Regions from separate parts of the Rattus norvegicus genome. Here region 2 is linked to region 1. A link is a contact called in public Hi-C data. All regions are on one chromosome and are shown on one strand. The core of a region is the stretch at or near the end of the contact, and the rest is flanking DNA. Distances in the headings are between cores, read along the strand shown. Region 1 holds the start of Armc10 (armadillo repeat containing 10). Region 2 overlaps Fam185a (family with sequence similarity 185, member A).

What was found. Hi-C and Micro-C count contacts between places; a contact is called where the count stands out from the background.
Region 2: a contact with region 1 is called in a Hi-C map of the A7r5 cell line, with 2.8 times the contacts expected there. The contact joins the enhancer-like site here to the promoter of Armc10 in region 1. A contact is called at or near these places in 3 of 12 Hi-C or Micro-C datasets (the A7r5 cell line, frontal cortex and hepatocytes).

Annotation. Positions count from the first base shown.
Region 1 is chr4:14,303,866-14,308,227 of GRCr8, forward strand. It overlaps Armc10 (armadillo repeat containing 10), which reads right to left and starts at 2,934. Exons shown (of 6, transcript NM_001106576.2): 1 at 2,659-2,934. The coding sequence starts at 2,791. It overlaps Fbxl13 (F-box and leucine-rich repeat protein 13), which reads left to right and starts at 3,266. Exons shown (of 18, transcript NM_001103355.1): 1 at 3,266-3,376. The coding sequence starts at 3,302.
Region 2 is chr4:14,534,577-14,538,731 of GRCr8, forward strand. Fam185a (family with sequence similarity 185, member A) reads right to left here. Exons shown (of 8, transcript NM_001395612.1): 4 at 1,793-1,931. Among named protein-coding and RNA genes, the nearest start is that of Fam185a, 19 kb to the right of the region's middle. Within about 2 kb of position 2,090, at least 2 of the 93 cell types and tissues checked have an H3K27ac peak or open chromatin away from gene starts, as enhancers often do. A contact at or near this core is called in the A7r5 cell line, where this site is marked.

The DNA.
Region 1 (4,362 bases), core at 1,684-4,183:
AATGTCGACAGCATTTTGTCCCTTAAACATCAGGTACACCTATCTGATTGGACATCTGCCTAAAGAGCATTGATTAACTATGGCATTGGTTTTGCACAGTACATAGGGGGGTAACGATTACCCTTTTAAGAGTCTAAAAGGCCAGAAACTTATGGAAACAGCTCAGTCACGTTTTCAGGGTGACACTGTGTGGCTTATTCACATACAAGTTCCTGCTAGCTATATTCTGAGTTTTAGAAATTATTCTGAATGAAATCTTTTCAATTAAATTTATATTGAATTCTTGTTTTATTGTAGCTTACCATATGTAATGTTTGGCTGATTCTCTGGCACATTTCTGACTCAAAATGAGTCATTTACAAATCGGAATTTTCTTTCTTTTTCTATAATTTTGCTTCCTTTTGTATTGATGAGTTCTATGATTTTTTTTTTCCTTGTTGAGATGCCCGGGACTTGCCGTGATTGATAGCACCTCCCCTATTCTTGAACTTAATAAAGATGCAATTAATGTTTGAATATTAAATACATTTAACTAAAGTATCTATGCCTTTGGCCTTTGATAAGTGTTCTCCATCAATTTAGGAACATTTCCTTCTATTCTTAATGTTAGGAGTTGTCAGAAATACTACTTTAATGACTTTTATATATTATATGTAGTTTTCAAAAATATATTAATGCAAGAAATAACTATTAATTCTCCACATATGTCCATCAGGCCTCTGTATGTTATTTCCCTGATAGATTTTCTTTAGTAATGATTGGATGAGTTTCTACTGTATCAGTCAGGTTCTTGTATCAAGTTGAATGATTTGATACTGTTTCCATCTTTTTCAATGGTCTCAGTCTTTGTTTGGAAAATACACTTGTTTTTGGAGACAGGTTAGCCAAGATCGGCATTGATCTTCCTACCTCAGCCTGCTAGTGCTGGGATTAGAGTTGGGCAACAGCTTCTTCTCCTGGACCAATAAACTTCACAAGGGGAATTACACACTTCTCAACAGTTTTTTTTTTTTAGTTCTTTTTTTTTTTTTTCGGAGCTGGGGACCGAACCCAGGGCCTTGCGCTTCCTAGGTAAGCGCTCTACCACTGAGCTAAATCCCCAGCCCCTACTTCTCAACAGTTTAAGGCAAGAAAAGATTTCTCTCAAATGTAAGGGTAGAGCTTTGGGAAGGGGCTGTGGGCAACCTATTTTTAAAGTTGTCTGTCCCCGGTTTCCTTCCCAGTACCTCCCTGACCTGCTCTCAGGCCCAGCAACCCCAGGAGATGGAGACAAGAGGATCAGAAGTTCAAATTTTCTGCTATGCAGTGAGTTCCAGGCCAGGGATACATCCGATCTTCTGCCTTAAAAAAGCAAAACAAAAAACAAAAAAACAAAAGAACAAAAGAACCCCAACAACAATAACAAAACCACCAAATTATTCTTGTATAGAAATATTTGACAAGGGGTTGGGGGGAGTAAAAACCTACAAATCAGGCTTTGGAGGGGCAAATGCTCATTTTCAAAAACTGCTTTCCTCTGACCAGAGGAAAAGGTGCTGTGCAGACCTTTCTTACAGCATTTCCTGAAGGAAATGGAAGGCTGGAATATAAACCCACCATTCTTCCTGGTCCCTTCCAGGAAGTGCAAAGTTTGAAAAGTAAATGCTAGGTGTACAACCCAAAGACATGTTTTCTATCTGCCTTTAATGGTGCCTTATTTTCATTCTAGGGAAAGGCAATTAGGTCCTACCAATAACTGCTTGAACTCTCCGTGTGGAAAATGGTATATTTGAGTCCACTTGTTTTAAAGGCAAACTACTGTTTATTTTGCATAGACCCTGGTACAGGGAAATGAGAATTCTGTCTTTGGAATAACATTAGTAGATAAAATGTTTTATCTACTAATTTATTAGTAGTAAAATGTTTTAATGATTACTCAATTTAAAAACAAATACAAATGGGGGTTGGGGATTTTGCTCAGTGGTCGAACGCTTGCTAGGCAAGGCCCTGGGTTCGGACTCCAGCTCCGGGGGAAAAAAAAAAAAGACAAAAGAAACAAATACATTTCTCTGCCTTTGAGGAAAGCAGGTTTTGGTCGGCAGACCAAATAGTTTTCCCAACAGTTTTCACGACCTAAACGATCCTTTCAGAAGGTGTGTCTCCTGTAGGCTGAGGTTCTTTATTTCCAACACACACACCCATGTTGCAGGGATGCTACGGATGACTTAAAGGTACTAGCACCTAAGACAGGTGCTGGCAGAATTGCACCTCAGGGATCCTTTCTTCATAAAGCAGCGAGCAGAGTTTCAACCTGGACTTGAGGCCCCTAAGAACGTTCTCACACAGTAAGGGACACCTCTTTGGTAACAACACAAAGGCCCAAACTTTAAAATGAGAAGCAATCTATTTAGCTTGGAGAAACCTCAGCTCTCCGCTGTGAAGCCGGAGGGAAGTAATAGGGCACTTCGGGCGATGTTTTCAGTCCTTATTTTAAACAAAGAAGTGGGAGCAGGGAAGCGGCTCAGGACCCACCCAAGGCAACTTGGGCTTCCAGACTGTCTACCTCTAGCCTTCCTCCCCATGCAGTCGCGAGTGTCTAAGGCACCTCTGATCTAGCCTGTCCAGAGGTGGTTCCCGAACCTCGAACCAGTCCACATGCCGGGCAGCCCATCGCCTCACCTGCGGACCGCGAAGGGCGCAGTCGGCGCCCGCCTCGCCGCGGTCCCCGAGTCAGCCGGTAGATACAGTAGCAGGCGCCAGCGCCCAGGACTAGCCCGGCTGCCACCCAGCCCACGTCCCGCGCGCCGCCCATACTGCTGCCACCGAGCTGCAGGGAGCCGGGGTGCCAGGGCCACACGCAGGTGCAGCTGGGCCAGAACCAGCCCAGAGAAAGGAAATGGGGTTGGAGCTCCGCCTTCCGGAAGCCGCCCTGCTGAGGTCGGAAGCCCTCCCACTCTGCTCGTTGCCCTCCCTAGTGCTTGCATCTTTTTCCTGGATCAAGTGGGGGACCGCCCTGCTTGAGTCCCGCCCCCTAGCTCCGCCCCAATACTTTCCAGTCCAGCTATGCCCCGCCTCCCACTTTACTTCGCCCCGCGGGTCCTGTCCTGCCCCTGCCCCTCCCAGCGCTGCCCGCTCCTCCCCGTTCTGTCCGCCCCTCCCCATTCCCCCTGCCCTTCCCCCCCAGGTTCTTTCTTCATCTCCGGATTGGCTGAGACTGTTTGGCTCCTCCTTGGTTGCCAGGCAACGCACCGACGCGTCCCTCCGCTGCAGCGTGGAGCAGTAACCAACAAAACGCAGTAGTTTCTCAGTCCTGCTTCTGACTATGGCTTCACTACGCAACGCCCCCCCCAGGCTAAGGAACTACTTCAAGGACAACTACATTCCTCAAATCTGTGAGGTATTGGAGCTACATAGCCTCTCACACAGAGGGCAAGGGAAGAGACCGGGAGAGGCAAGGAGATTCCCAGAGCTGGAGATAGGAAATAGAGGATGGGGGAGTTGAAGTCTATTTGGGGTAGGTTAGAGAACACCGAAGGGTGACAGTGGCTAAAGCAGGGGCGGAGATGACAAAGGAAGGGGAGGGGGAGGGGGAAAGTGACAATCTCCAGGGGGAAAGAGCACAAGGCCTGGGTTGGAGACCTCAAGTGTCAAGTACTAAGTGCTATTAGGAAGAGAGACGAACAAGAAGTGAGTGGTGAGCCACTTGAAGACAAAAGACTGCAGGGGTTCTGGGTATAAGCATTTCCTCGCTCGTTGTTAGCAGGAGACACAACCTCACAATATACCTTTTTAGAGATCGCCACGCAGGCAACACCCGAGGTGTTGGTTTTAACAAAGACATGAGTTTCGGTGCCAACCTATATAAAGATAAGTTGGTTTCATTAAACTCAGAAACATGTGCTCCAGTAGATAGAGTAGAACACACCTGATCAAGACAATTGTGGACTTCTGAAGGGAGAGTCCAGCTTATGTCTTCACAATGCAGATATAGGTTTCTTTTTTCTTTTTCTTGTGGCTTTCAAGGTTACCTTTCTAAATGTTGCCAAGAAGCCACTACCTCTTTTCTTCTTCTTTTTCTTTTTCTTAAGTAATTCATTCACTTTACATCCCGAACAAAGCCCACCCCCCCTACTTTTCTCTCAGTCTTGTCCTTACAAATCCCTCCCCCAACACTCCCTCCCCTTATCAGAGGAGAACGGGAAGACTTCTCCTCTGATAACTTGGGACATCTAGTCCCAATAGGATTAATACTCCTTTTTTTAAAAAAAAAAAACTGATATCACCCAAGAGTATAGTTTGTAACAAGGTTAGATTAAAAATTGAAGTTTCTTTTTCATTCAGTAACTAAAGTTGTATAGTGGATTTATGAGCAACTTCATTTAG
Region 2 (4,155 bases), core at 840-3,339, 230 kb after region 1:
TAAAAAGCAAAAGGCATTGAATCTGAACATGGTAGAAAGCAGAATGGAAAACAGCAGCTTTTCCTGTAGTGTTGGCCAGTCAGTATCTACCTTGGTAAGGATTGTTTTATACCAAAACCTACTTGTGTATTATTTATAATACTAACATGTTTTTCCTACCAAATGCAATATAGGCCAGACCAGACCAGAATAAAAATAAATAAATACAGGTTTCATTGGCTCAACTCCCTCGTCCATTCCCCAGTCCCCAAGAGCAGGGCTGAGGAAAGGCAGGGAGATTGCACAGTTCTCAGGCAAGGTGTGAGGATGTGTCAGCCAGGAGCTGGGCCTATGCCTGAGCATGGTCAGAACCTAGGCAGCTAGGAGGATGTTTGGGTAGGCTGCTCAGGTCAGCAAGGCAGGCTGCTCAGGTCAGCAAGGCAGGCTGTACTGGCTGCCGGAAATGTGCAACTGAGCTTTTGGCGCCACTCCTTTAGAGTTATTTCAGTGCGAGCTGGGCTGGGAGAAGGAGGGCAGATGGGTTTTCCCAGCTTGTGCTTGAGCAGGGTGAGCAGTGGGCTCCAACCAAATACCTTAATTATGACCACCTCAGAAGTACAAGCCTTATTAAAAGTCATTTAAACTACGAAACTACAAGTTGTTACTGCTCACTACTGCGTTACTACTAATGTATAGCTCTGCTCTATTTAGGTTCAAGTAATGTAGGGCGTGCTGAGGCTTAGCCATTAAGTTGGGGTGCAAGGGTTTTCCAATTACCTAAGCATGCTTTTTTTTACAAACAGAAGACTACTTGCTAATTTGTTACTTGCTAGCATGACCAGAAGTAACCACATTCAAATACAACTTAATAATTTGTGCTCAATTCTGAAATGTGGGTGTGCTGCCAAAATGTATGGACACGGATATCCAGCTTACTGAGAAGTGAAATGAGTGGACCGTGTATGGAAAAACGTTCAAGTCCACACTTCCTGGAGGAAGGCCCAGCACACTTGGCAGATGTGCACACACTGTCCTTTCTCAAGGACTAAGTGGGTCGTAATACTACCCCTATGTATTCAGAGCATACACCTGGCTTTGAATCATCTGCTCAGTGGAAATATAAAACAGCAGAATAACACCGACCACCAGTAGGCCTTTGGCCAGATTATCTCAACATTATATGTTCTTGCTTTCTCTTTCCACAATGCAAACATTAACTAAGTACTGTTGCTCTCTGTGGATATATGCTTTGGAGATCACAAAAGAACACTCAAAGACAACTGAAATAGCACATTGCTAAGAGGACCTGTGCCAGGAGAAATGCACATTAATGTAGTGTACCCAAAATTAGTATCATAGTCTCTATAATTTGATCTACCCAAACGCTTAACTCATTTAACCTCTCGTATCATGAAAGTAACCACTAAGAATTCCATCTTTATTAACACTGCTTTTCTCTCATCTCTTGGATATTGTTTTTTCTCATAAAAATATGTTTAAATATCAACTACTGGGGCTGGAGAGATGACTCGGGTACATGCCCACACACACTAAACTAATACAAATCTTTAAAAAAAAAAATCAGAACTACTATTAGTTTTATATATAATAGCAAAATTTCCAAACTCTTTTCAAAATTAAATTAAATTAGCTTGTAAGTCATTTTACTTTCACAGATTTTTTTTTTTTTTAAAAAGATGGCTACTCTACAATTAGTTATGTAGAGGGTCAGTTCCCCAGTCTTTCTTGAACTGTGTTATCTCTGAGCTTTAAGCCATGGAGAAAGGCTGAGGTACATTAGCCTGTGGCTTACCATGAATATTTCCTAATGCAATGTCTCCAGCGGCAGAAGACACAAATGAAGAGTCTGTATACAGATACTTGGCTTGAAGCAAACCATCCTCCGTAGAGATATTAACACAACTTCCCTGAAGTTTATCTATGGTCACAGTCTAGTAAAAGAGAGACTGTAATCAGTTCATTATAAAACAGACTGTAAACAACCAAAACAGTTCATCTAGAACAGCACTTCTCAACTGTGAGTCCCGACCCCCGTGAGGCTGCATTTCAGACAGCCTGCACGGCAGATATTTACACAGTGATTCATAACAGCAGCAAACTTACTGGTCATCACAACATGAGGCACTGTATTACAGGATCGCAGCATTAGGAGTTGAGAACCACTGCTCTACAGTGAAGACCAACTTCAGGAGAAGTACGCCGTCACCTTGACAACTGCAAGGTTGTGAGCAACATGCATTCTCTGATGGGGAACAATTCAATATGCAAGTCCTCCATTGATTTACGCCTTCTTTCTTTTCTCTGAACAATGTTATGTTTTCTATGTAGACATCTTATTAGTTTGTTCTCATCAGATACTTGAAAAGTGCTCTTACACAGTATCTCTTAAAAGTTTATGTTCTTGACTTTTATATTTGATGTGCAACCTAGCAACCACAATAAACTCACTAATTCCAATAATTTATTTCTACTAGGAAAAAATACCACATGCATACTTATCTCCAAATGACCCTCAAGTCCCTTGCTTATTCCACTCATCTTATGTTCATAAGAATTCATTGTGTTCTCGCACTCTTCTCCATCCTTTTCCCTCCTCTGGCCCCGCCTTCCAATGCCACAGTGAACAGTGGGACTGGAGGAGGGGCAAGCCTGCCTTTAGCGTCCTGCTCAGTAGGGAGCATGATTGTTACAGATGACGTTGTTATGTTATCACTAGTCAGATGCCTTGTTACTCCTGTACAGATTCATTCTGATTCTGCTGGGATGCACAATTTCTCTCACATGATGCCGCTCTAACTATGAACTTCTGAAACATTTCCACTCTTTGTCAACAAGGCAGTAGCTTTCCAGCAATGAGAGGACTTTTATGTTTATCCTTAAATCTCCTGACAAAATTCAGGGTGTGTTTATGCTTCAAATATTATTTACTACAGGAGACGAAGACAGTAAGAGTGCCATCATCTACCATGTAATAAACAAAGACGTGTGCACACGAACGGGGCACTGCACTCTCAATTACTAGGATGGCTTACCACACCAGTGGCCCAGGAACAAACACCAGGGCATTCAAACAAACAGCACTAAGTTCTGAGCACACTGATGTCAGCACCGGCCCTCCTCCCAGGCTTGCTTAGTAGTCTCGGTTTCACACCTTCCAAGAATTTCCATAAAACAGGCAACACAATGCCATGCGCTGACCTTTCCACAGAGAATGGGGCTGTTTTAGGGAACACAGAAGATGAGCAGTTAAGTATCTGAACCATACTGAATTGCTAAGGCATGCCTGTGCACCAAGTCTGCTCACCACCATATTTAATAGAGCTGGACTTCAAGGCGCTCTTATGAGCCCATGGAAAATGCTCTGTACTGCTCATTCAAAACCAAATGAACCCTAGGAAGCCACAGACACCCGGCACTGCCAAAGCAACCAAAAGCAAGTAAATCCTCGCACACTCCCCAACACAATAGAGTTGTCAAACATTCCACACAATTCTCAAGAACAAAAATTAGTAGGCTAGGGCCACATGTCCTAAACTGTATCAGACACTGAACTGACACAGTGGACAGCAACACACTGATAAAATCTTATTTACTGCCGTAGTATTAGTGGATAAAATGTCATGTGTAGACACCTAGATTGAACTGTATACTCGGATTTTTAACAGAAGTTATTTAAAGAGAGAAAAGGAAGCCCAGAAAATAAATACTTTCCTGGGAGGTACTGCTAAAATTAATTTTTACACAAGGAAGGATTTTTCCCTATACTTAAGTTAATTTACACATATGTGTGTATATATGTATATATATTATTATTATTATAAGTTCTTACAAGTCACACAAACCGAGTTCTCAGGAAGTGCTGTGACTCTGAAGTCCAGACGGAAAGAAAAGTGCAGCTGTGCCAGCTGTGCCATCATTTAACTGACTGTCACATGAAATGAATGCTTATATTGGGTTAAGTTATAAAGGTTGATTCTGAAATTATCATTTAAAACAGCCACACAACCAACATAGCTATTGCACACGATGTCCATCTAGTTTTCATTATCTAGTTTGTAGAGTAAGAAAGGCAACACATCCATCTGTCTCTCGAGCAGTGAGAAGCAGGTTCAGGGACGTGAGGCGCTGGTTACGTCTCCTGTGGTTCTTTACCTT